Regions from separate parts of the Danio rerio genome. Here region 2 is linked to region 1. Evidence: chromatin contacts called from public Micro-C data. All regions are on one chromosome and are shown on one strand. Each heading gives the region's core, a stretch centred on a gene start, on an enhancer-like site or on the middle of the called end of the contact. The rest is flanking DNA. Distances are from core to core; before and after follow the strand shown. Region 1 holds the start of gemin4 (gem (nuclear organelle) associated protein 4). Region 2 holds the start of crk (v-crk avian sarcoma virus CT10 oncogene homolog).

Region 1 (3,481 bases), core at 247-2,746:
CTCATATCCACTTTAGAGCCTGTGTAAAAAACAGCAAATGAACAGCAAATGAGTACTTTAAAAGGAAAGGATATAATCAATCTATGACATCATATGTGGGGTGGCACAGTGGCTCAGTGGTTAGCATTGTCGCCTCACAGCAAGAAGGTCACTGATTCAAGTCCTAGCTGGGTCAGTTAGCATTTCTGCGTTTGCATGTTCTCCCCATATTCACGTGGGTTTCCTCTGGGTGCGCCGGTTTCCCCCACAGTCCAAGGACATGCGGTACAGGTGTATTGGATAAACTAAAATTGGCTGTGGTGTATGAGTGTGTGTGTGTGTGTGAGAGAGAGAGAGAGTGTGTATGGGTGATTCCCAGTACTGGGTTGCAGCTAGAAGGGCATGCGCTGCGTAAAAAAAACATGCTGGAACAGTTGCCGGTTGATTCCGCTCTGGCGACCCCTTATAAATAAGGGACTAAGCCAAAGGAAAATGAATGAATGAATTCATATGACCTTTGCTCACCTGTGACAAGGAAGGTAATGGCGGGGTGTAAAGCACTGTCCCCATCTTTACCGAACTGAAGAACAGACTCTCTGTGGATATACTTGGTTTCAGTGTGTCCTTCTTCATTTATTTGAACCTTCTCGTCCACAAACTGACAAGGAAGCCATTGAACATCACGAAGAGATTGGGATCCATTTACACCTGGTTGAAACATATCGGTAAATAGGCTAATGTTACAGAGAATATTAACAAGACCATCAACAACAGCACAAAGAAATTGTAAACCATCAAACAAACAAATGCACAGAACATAGAAAAGTTCCCAATTTAAATAACTTTGACATTGAAATGGATTTTAAAGTCTCCAAATAGTAAATTCCTTCACAGTTTTACTAAACATGTTATAATAATTATGTTTAATTCGATCACTGAATGTTTGTAACACAGCTTTTGGCATAACGCAGCATTACATGAGCAAATAACAACACATATGTCGCTGACTACAAAGGAATATCTTTACACAGCTCATTTATAAATACCTAAGCATACAAGAGCTAGAATAAATCCACCAATAGTCCAAAACATGTTGTGTATTCTCGTCCTCAGGACAATCATTCCTGTTTCCTAAAACCGCCATGCAAACCTAGTCCGCGTAGTCTACTTTCTCTTTCGTTTCATTAAAACTGTCATTCGACCAACCGGTTCTTTCGAATATGATTCTGAACAAATCTTTTACTAAACGAATTATTATAACGTGTTCACTTAATCTTATAAGTTTAATGAATGACTCGCTTATCTTGTAAATGAATAGTTTGAGTGAGAAATAAATGTCAACTGGCGTCAATAAATTAATTTGAAGATTTTTTTTTTCGAACCGATTCAAAAGATTCAAATCATCGAGGAAGATCAAATGAATCAAATACCTCTTTGTCCGTGTGAGGGCGACAGAGAAACGCGGGAAGCAGAACTCGAACTTTCTTTCTCTGCCCACACACGTTGACGCGGAAGTAAACACATGCTCTGCAGTTTAGCGCAAACGTGTTGAGAGCAACCATACAAAACTAATATATATCTGATAATCCTCAACAAATATCTGAAAACCGCCGATATTGTCACAGTCTGGTGGATATGAGTTTCTGCAGCTGCTAACTTTTCTTTGGATTCACAAAAAATATGGATCAAGGTAACTTAATGATCTTATTTAAACTTACAAAATTACGTTATTTTATTATTTATGCCTTTTAGATTTTAATTCTAGCGTTTTATGCGTGAGGTTATCTGCGTTTAACAATATTTCATCATGTTTGTGTAGTTTTATTCTAACGTTAGTGAATGATGAAGTGATATGGTCATTTATGATAACAGAATGATGTTGGAAGTATCTTACACTGTTTTAAGGAGATCCCACATTAATGTACTATAATTTAGGTTTAGTAATTGCTATGGAAAAAAAGAAACGTCTTGTAAATTTCTCTGAATTTACTAGGCCCAATAAACTTGCAAGGGATGGGTTTCAGTAAAATGTTTTTTAAAAGGGTTATGTGGGCCTTTTATTAGATGTATTGAATTACATGTCTATTATTTGCTAATAATATTAGTGTTGTAGAATAGAAACATAATAAGCATTTATTTCTTTAAATGTTAGAGTTTACTTCATAAGTAATAAATATATCGACTTATCGCACAACACATGGACATGACCTCAATCATTTTTGGTGATGCAATGTATATCGCCCATACATAAAAAAACAATTCTGACAACATTTTAGCTGATTGTGGAACATCTTAATCTTCTTTGGAGGTGTCAGTATGGTTAAAAACACTATAGTATTTACTATAAATTACTGTAGTAAATTTTCATGTGGGTATCTGACAACTAAAAGTAAGTCTGGTAGCAGATATCACAGCCTCTGTTACCTTTTAACTTGCACATTTATTATTAATATTATTTATTTATATGCGTTTTCTCATTCTGATTCCCATGCCTAATTATTAAGTTGTTGAAATGACTGTAATTAAATTAAATATTCTTAAGAATACAATATGATGTGTTTTTTGGAAGAGTCTACTTGCATTGTGATAATATTATATTGTCTGGCATTATGTAATGAGTGAGTCTTAAAATATCAATAATATTACTTATAACAAATATTTTGGTGCAATATATTGTATAACAAAAAATAAATATCCTGACAGGCTTACTGATAAGAAAATAAATGATCTGCTAATAAAGTTGATGTGCTACTGGCCATGGGGGATTTTATTGGTGCCTTCCACATTTTGCACACAGGATACACTAACACTGTTGGCACTGTGGGACCTTTTCACTCAAAGAATGAGCACATTAGAGTTGAAATTTGTAAATTATTTAGGAAAAGACAGATCTAGATGTATCCTCAATTTTCTTGTTTTTGGTTTCTTGACTACACTTAAGATTCTAAAATAAAATCAATTGTCCATTGTATTTTTTTGCATTTTGTTTTAGTAATCAAGCTTAAAAATGAATATCAAGGTTAGTATTCACTGGCCTATATACTAGATATCTGCTTCAAATATAAAGAAGTTATCTTTGTTGGTCACTTGACATCTCTATATCAGTGCATCCCTAAACAGTTTCTGATGATCTTTATTTACGGCTGTTTTGGGAACACATAAAAAATTGTGAAGATCCTTTATCATGCCTTAAAGCAATATACCTGATACCAGTCTTCTGTTTTAGAGTCATGGCTGAGCTGTGAGAAGACGGCTGTGCTACAGGGAGGATTCCTACTGGCCAGTCAGATATGCCAACCTGAGCCACTCTCATCTTTAAGAAAAGAAGACTGGGATCGGATTGGACCTCCGATTGTTAACGCGGTCAAAGAGATATGTGAACATTCACTCAAAGACACCAAAGATCGACATCACTGGAAAAAGAAGATCCTCTGTATTGTGTGGAGCAAGATCTTAGACGTGAGGAACAGAAAGGACATTGATACGAGATGGAAAGAAGACC
Region 2 (3,481 bases), core at 339-2,838, 150 kb before region 1:
TAATCAAGATCTGCTTAAATTTAAAGGGGTAGCTCAGCAAAAAATTCAATTTTTTCACAATTACTCATCATAATGTTAACACGAAAAAAAGTTACTGAACATAGGAATTTGGTAGGCATTTTATTTCTAATATGGAGGTGTAAATGGCTACTTAATTACAACATTCTTCAAAATATCTTCTTTTGTGTTCAACAGAAAAGAGAAACTAATATAGGTTTAGAACTTTTATCGGGGTGTACATTTAAACTGAACTCTCTCTAATCCATGAAAATCTGATAAGTGTTGCAAAAACTACATAGTATAACAATGTAACATTTTATGGGTTCAACCTATGGGAAAAGCAGCAAAAAAGATTGGAAATTAAATATTGCTGATCATTTCTGCAAACAAAAAAAGTGAGTTTATGTTATAAGTGATTGACATGACCTATAATAATGCGTGTAATTCAAATGAATGACAGACACATAACTAATAAGATTGTATTTGTTATATAAAAAGTTGATAAGGTGAGACATGTATGTCGGAGTAAGAATGTAATGAAGCAGCGGTTTTAAAATAAGGGTGAAACTGAAATAAACGAGCATTTAGTCAAGATAAATATGCACAAATTAATATAAACAAACAAATAAACAAACCAAGAACACAAAATTATAAGACACGATTCAAACGAAGCAAAATGTAAGTAGATAAAATAAAGATACTTCAAAGAATCTGCTAACGTGTGAACAATTGAACAACTATGTTAAATAATGACACATATTGCAACTAAACGTTTCCTATATTATATTATAAAACGAATTTGTATACAATTTTCACATAACAAATCTGGCATCATACACGAAAGCATACAAATCATTTTACACCCGAGAATGATATTTGGGGCCCGTAGTGTACAAGACCGAACCCCTGGTTACACAGCACCCCAGAATGACGCGAGATTTTAGACTGAATATGCACAACTATTCGTAGTATAGAAGTTTCATCGAGCTGCTAAGCGCTTTGCTAAAGCAGTATTTATCCGTCCTGTCGTTAATAGTATTTAAATACATTTGTTCAAACGCTTACCTGGTCCTGACTGGCGATTGCTGCTGATGCTGTTTATTATGTAATGAGAGACTTTGGAGTTCTCCGACACAGACAGCACGTAGTCCCCGGGAATAGTGATCGAGTCCCGCACCAGGAACACTCCATGCCTCTGCCCTTGGAGCAGCGAAACCGCCTCTTGCCGGCTTAATCTCCCCCAATACCAGCTCCCTCGGTCCTCCGAATCAAAATTTCCGGCCATGACTAGCGCTAGAAAAAAGCCCAGGCTTCACAGGCCTTCCCTTCGCCTCTCCTTATCCGCAAGCAGCGTTCAACTCATGCAAAAACTTTACCGCGTTCCGTTGTTGAACACGTTTCGAATACGCGCAGCATTCGCACACTTTTCAACGCTTTTTGGCCCAATCGATTAACAAAACAATTGACGTCGGTATTCCAACGTGCATGGGACGCAAAAACCGCGGCTATTCACCCAGAACTTCTGATAATTGTCCAGTGTAAACCAAAACGTACATTGGAAGTTGTCACAAGGAAGTTCAAATATTTCAAATGGCGGACAAGGGAAACAATTTTTGACCTTATTTCCCGGAAGTGATGCAATAGCCGCCGACGCGGATGGTGTCTGTTGGTGGTCATATTGGTGCGGTCAATATTGAAAGTAAGGCCTTATCTTGTATCATTATGGAGTTTCAATCTTTTTTTAACACCAACCGTTTTTTTTATTTTTAATTTATGTAATCGTATTTCGGAATTGTTCATATGAACACAATTATAACTTCTGAATTTACATTAGTTATACTGATCAATTTGCATCGCATTAATCTTTGTATTAACCCAAATTCCGCTAAACATAACAGTTTTGTTAAATTCTAGTGAGAGGTTCAAGTGGCTGGTCCAAACAGGTTGTTAACCAGTCCAAGCGGGCTGACCCCGAAATTACCTGAGCAAACAAACATAGTGTAAGTGGTCTAACAGTTAGTCTACTAAATTTAACAAATTAGACATCCCTTTAAAACATAAGTTAAATATGATTTTCATCAACCATATTCGCTAATTTATTTAAAGGTCGAAAGTGCTGTAAATTATTACAAAAAAAAAAAAAAACGGAAGTGCGTAAACACTGTCCTTTACAAGCGAGTCCACAAAATTAGCAACCACTAGATGTCGACATCGATTACTAATAGTTTGTAGTCTTTCTACCAGTCTCACCCAGTTACAATTCAGCTCTCAAATGGTCTAATCAAACATATTGACGACCAACATTATTCGTCGCGTAACGCATAAATGAAGTGTATATTTGTTAAAGGTTTATTGGTTTTGATACCAACAACAGTCAAATACATTTTTATTTGTTTACAAATAATCATACACATATTGCTGTTCCGGTTTGTCATTCCTTGCATTTCCCTTGGTTCATTAATCATTGTGGGAGTACAGAAATACTGACCAAGTCATTGTTCACAGCTCTTCAGTGCACTTTTATCGATATATATTCCGTAATGGCACAACTTGACTAAAAGATATGGCTTTGAAACACAGCAGGAGATTTTGAGGCTACCTGTTGACCATGAAATGACATGATAAATTGAAACATATTGGTCACCTTTACAAAGGCTACTAAACCATTCATGTAGGCTAATAAACCGTAATTTGAAGATGGAGCTTAGAAAAACACTGATCATATAAGCCATAGTTCTCAAACTGGAATCCTGGATGGCCACCACTCTGCATAGTTTTGCTCCAACCCTAATCAAACACAGCTGATTCAACCAATCAAGGTGTTCAAGACTACCAGTGACTATGAAGCAGGTGTGAGTTGGAGGTGGATAAAGCTAAACTATGCAGAGCTGTGGCCCTCCAGAATTGAGTTTGAGACTACTGCTATAAGCTATTATGATGATGTTAACGCACTATAGTATTTTCACTTAAGTGAATTCAAAATAATGGGTAATTAATTAAGACAAATCTAATTTTAAAATGTCTAATTTTCATGAAGACAAATCTAATCAATACACTGTAATTTACAGGCATATTTGAACTATTTTGAATTGCGTATATGAATAATGTGAAATTTTAAGTAGGCACTAAATATAGGTATATACTAAACACTTTATCATTTTATTATCAGTGGATAAATAGAAATGAAATCTTAATATCATTTAGAGGTTAAAGGATCTATTCTAACAAACAGAGAAATCTCACATCTCTTTAAAATCCATGTCCAGCAGCAACAACAGAATATCAGTATTACAAACCAATGCGTAGCCAAACAACAATTCCATGCAGTGAGTCTTTTCTCTTTGGCTTCAGTCCTGCTGCGTTTCCCAACAATCATGTTGTTCTTGGGCCAACACTGAAAAAAGATTTTGGTTTTCCACTGTATAAATTAGGGGCACTTAATACAAGGATCTACGTCCCATCCACCTGATACTTGGGACAT

What was found. Hi-C and Micro-C count contacts between places; a contact is called where the count stands out from the background.
Region 2: a contact with region 1 is called in a Micro-C map of caudal fin, with 8 times the contacts expected there. The contact joins the promoter of crk here to the promoter of gemin4 in region 1. A contact is called at or near these places in 5 of 18 Hi-C or Micro-C datasets (caudal fin, embryo, fibroblasts and 2 more) and 2 of 4 datasets of contacts at active chromatin or transcription factors (caudal fin and embryo).

Annotation. Positions count from the first base shown.
Region 1 is chr15:27,061,684-27,065,164 of GRCz12tu, reverse strand. gemin4 (gem (nuclear organelle) associated protein 4) reads left to right here and starts at 1,496. Exons shown (of 2, transcript NM_001018144.2): 1 at 1,496-1,669; 2 at 3,206-3,481. The coding sequence starts at 1,660. The region is part of intron 4 of si:ch211-108p6.4; the gene reads right to left. dhrs13b.2 (dehydrogenase/reductase (SDR family) member 13b.2) reads right to left here and starts at 1,153. Exons shown (of 8, transcript NM_001083830.1): 1 at 1,026-1,153; 2 at 505-687; 3 at 1-19. The coding sequence starts at 1,101.
Region 2 is chr15:27,216,348-27,219,828 of GRCz12tu, reverse strand. It overlaps crk (v-crk avian sarcoma virus CT10 oncogene homolog), which reads right to left and starts at 1,588. Exons shown (of 3, transcript NM_001003628.2): 1 at 1,066-1,588. The coding sequence starts at 1,285. lrrc75a (leucine rich repeat containing 75A) reads right to left here. Exons shown (of 4, transcript XM_021474345.3): 4 at 2,327-3,481.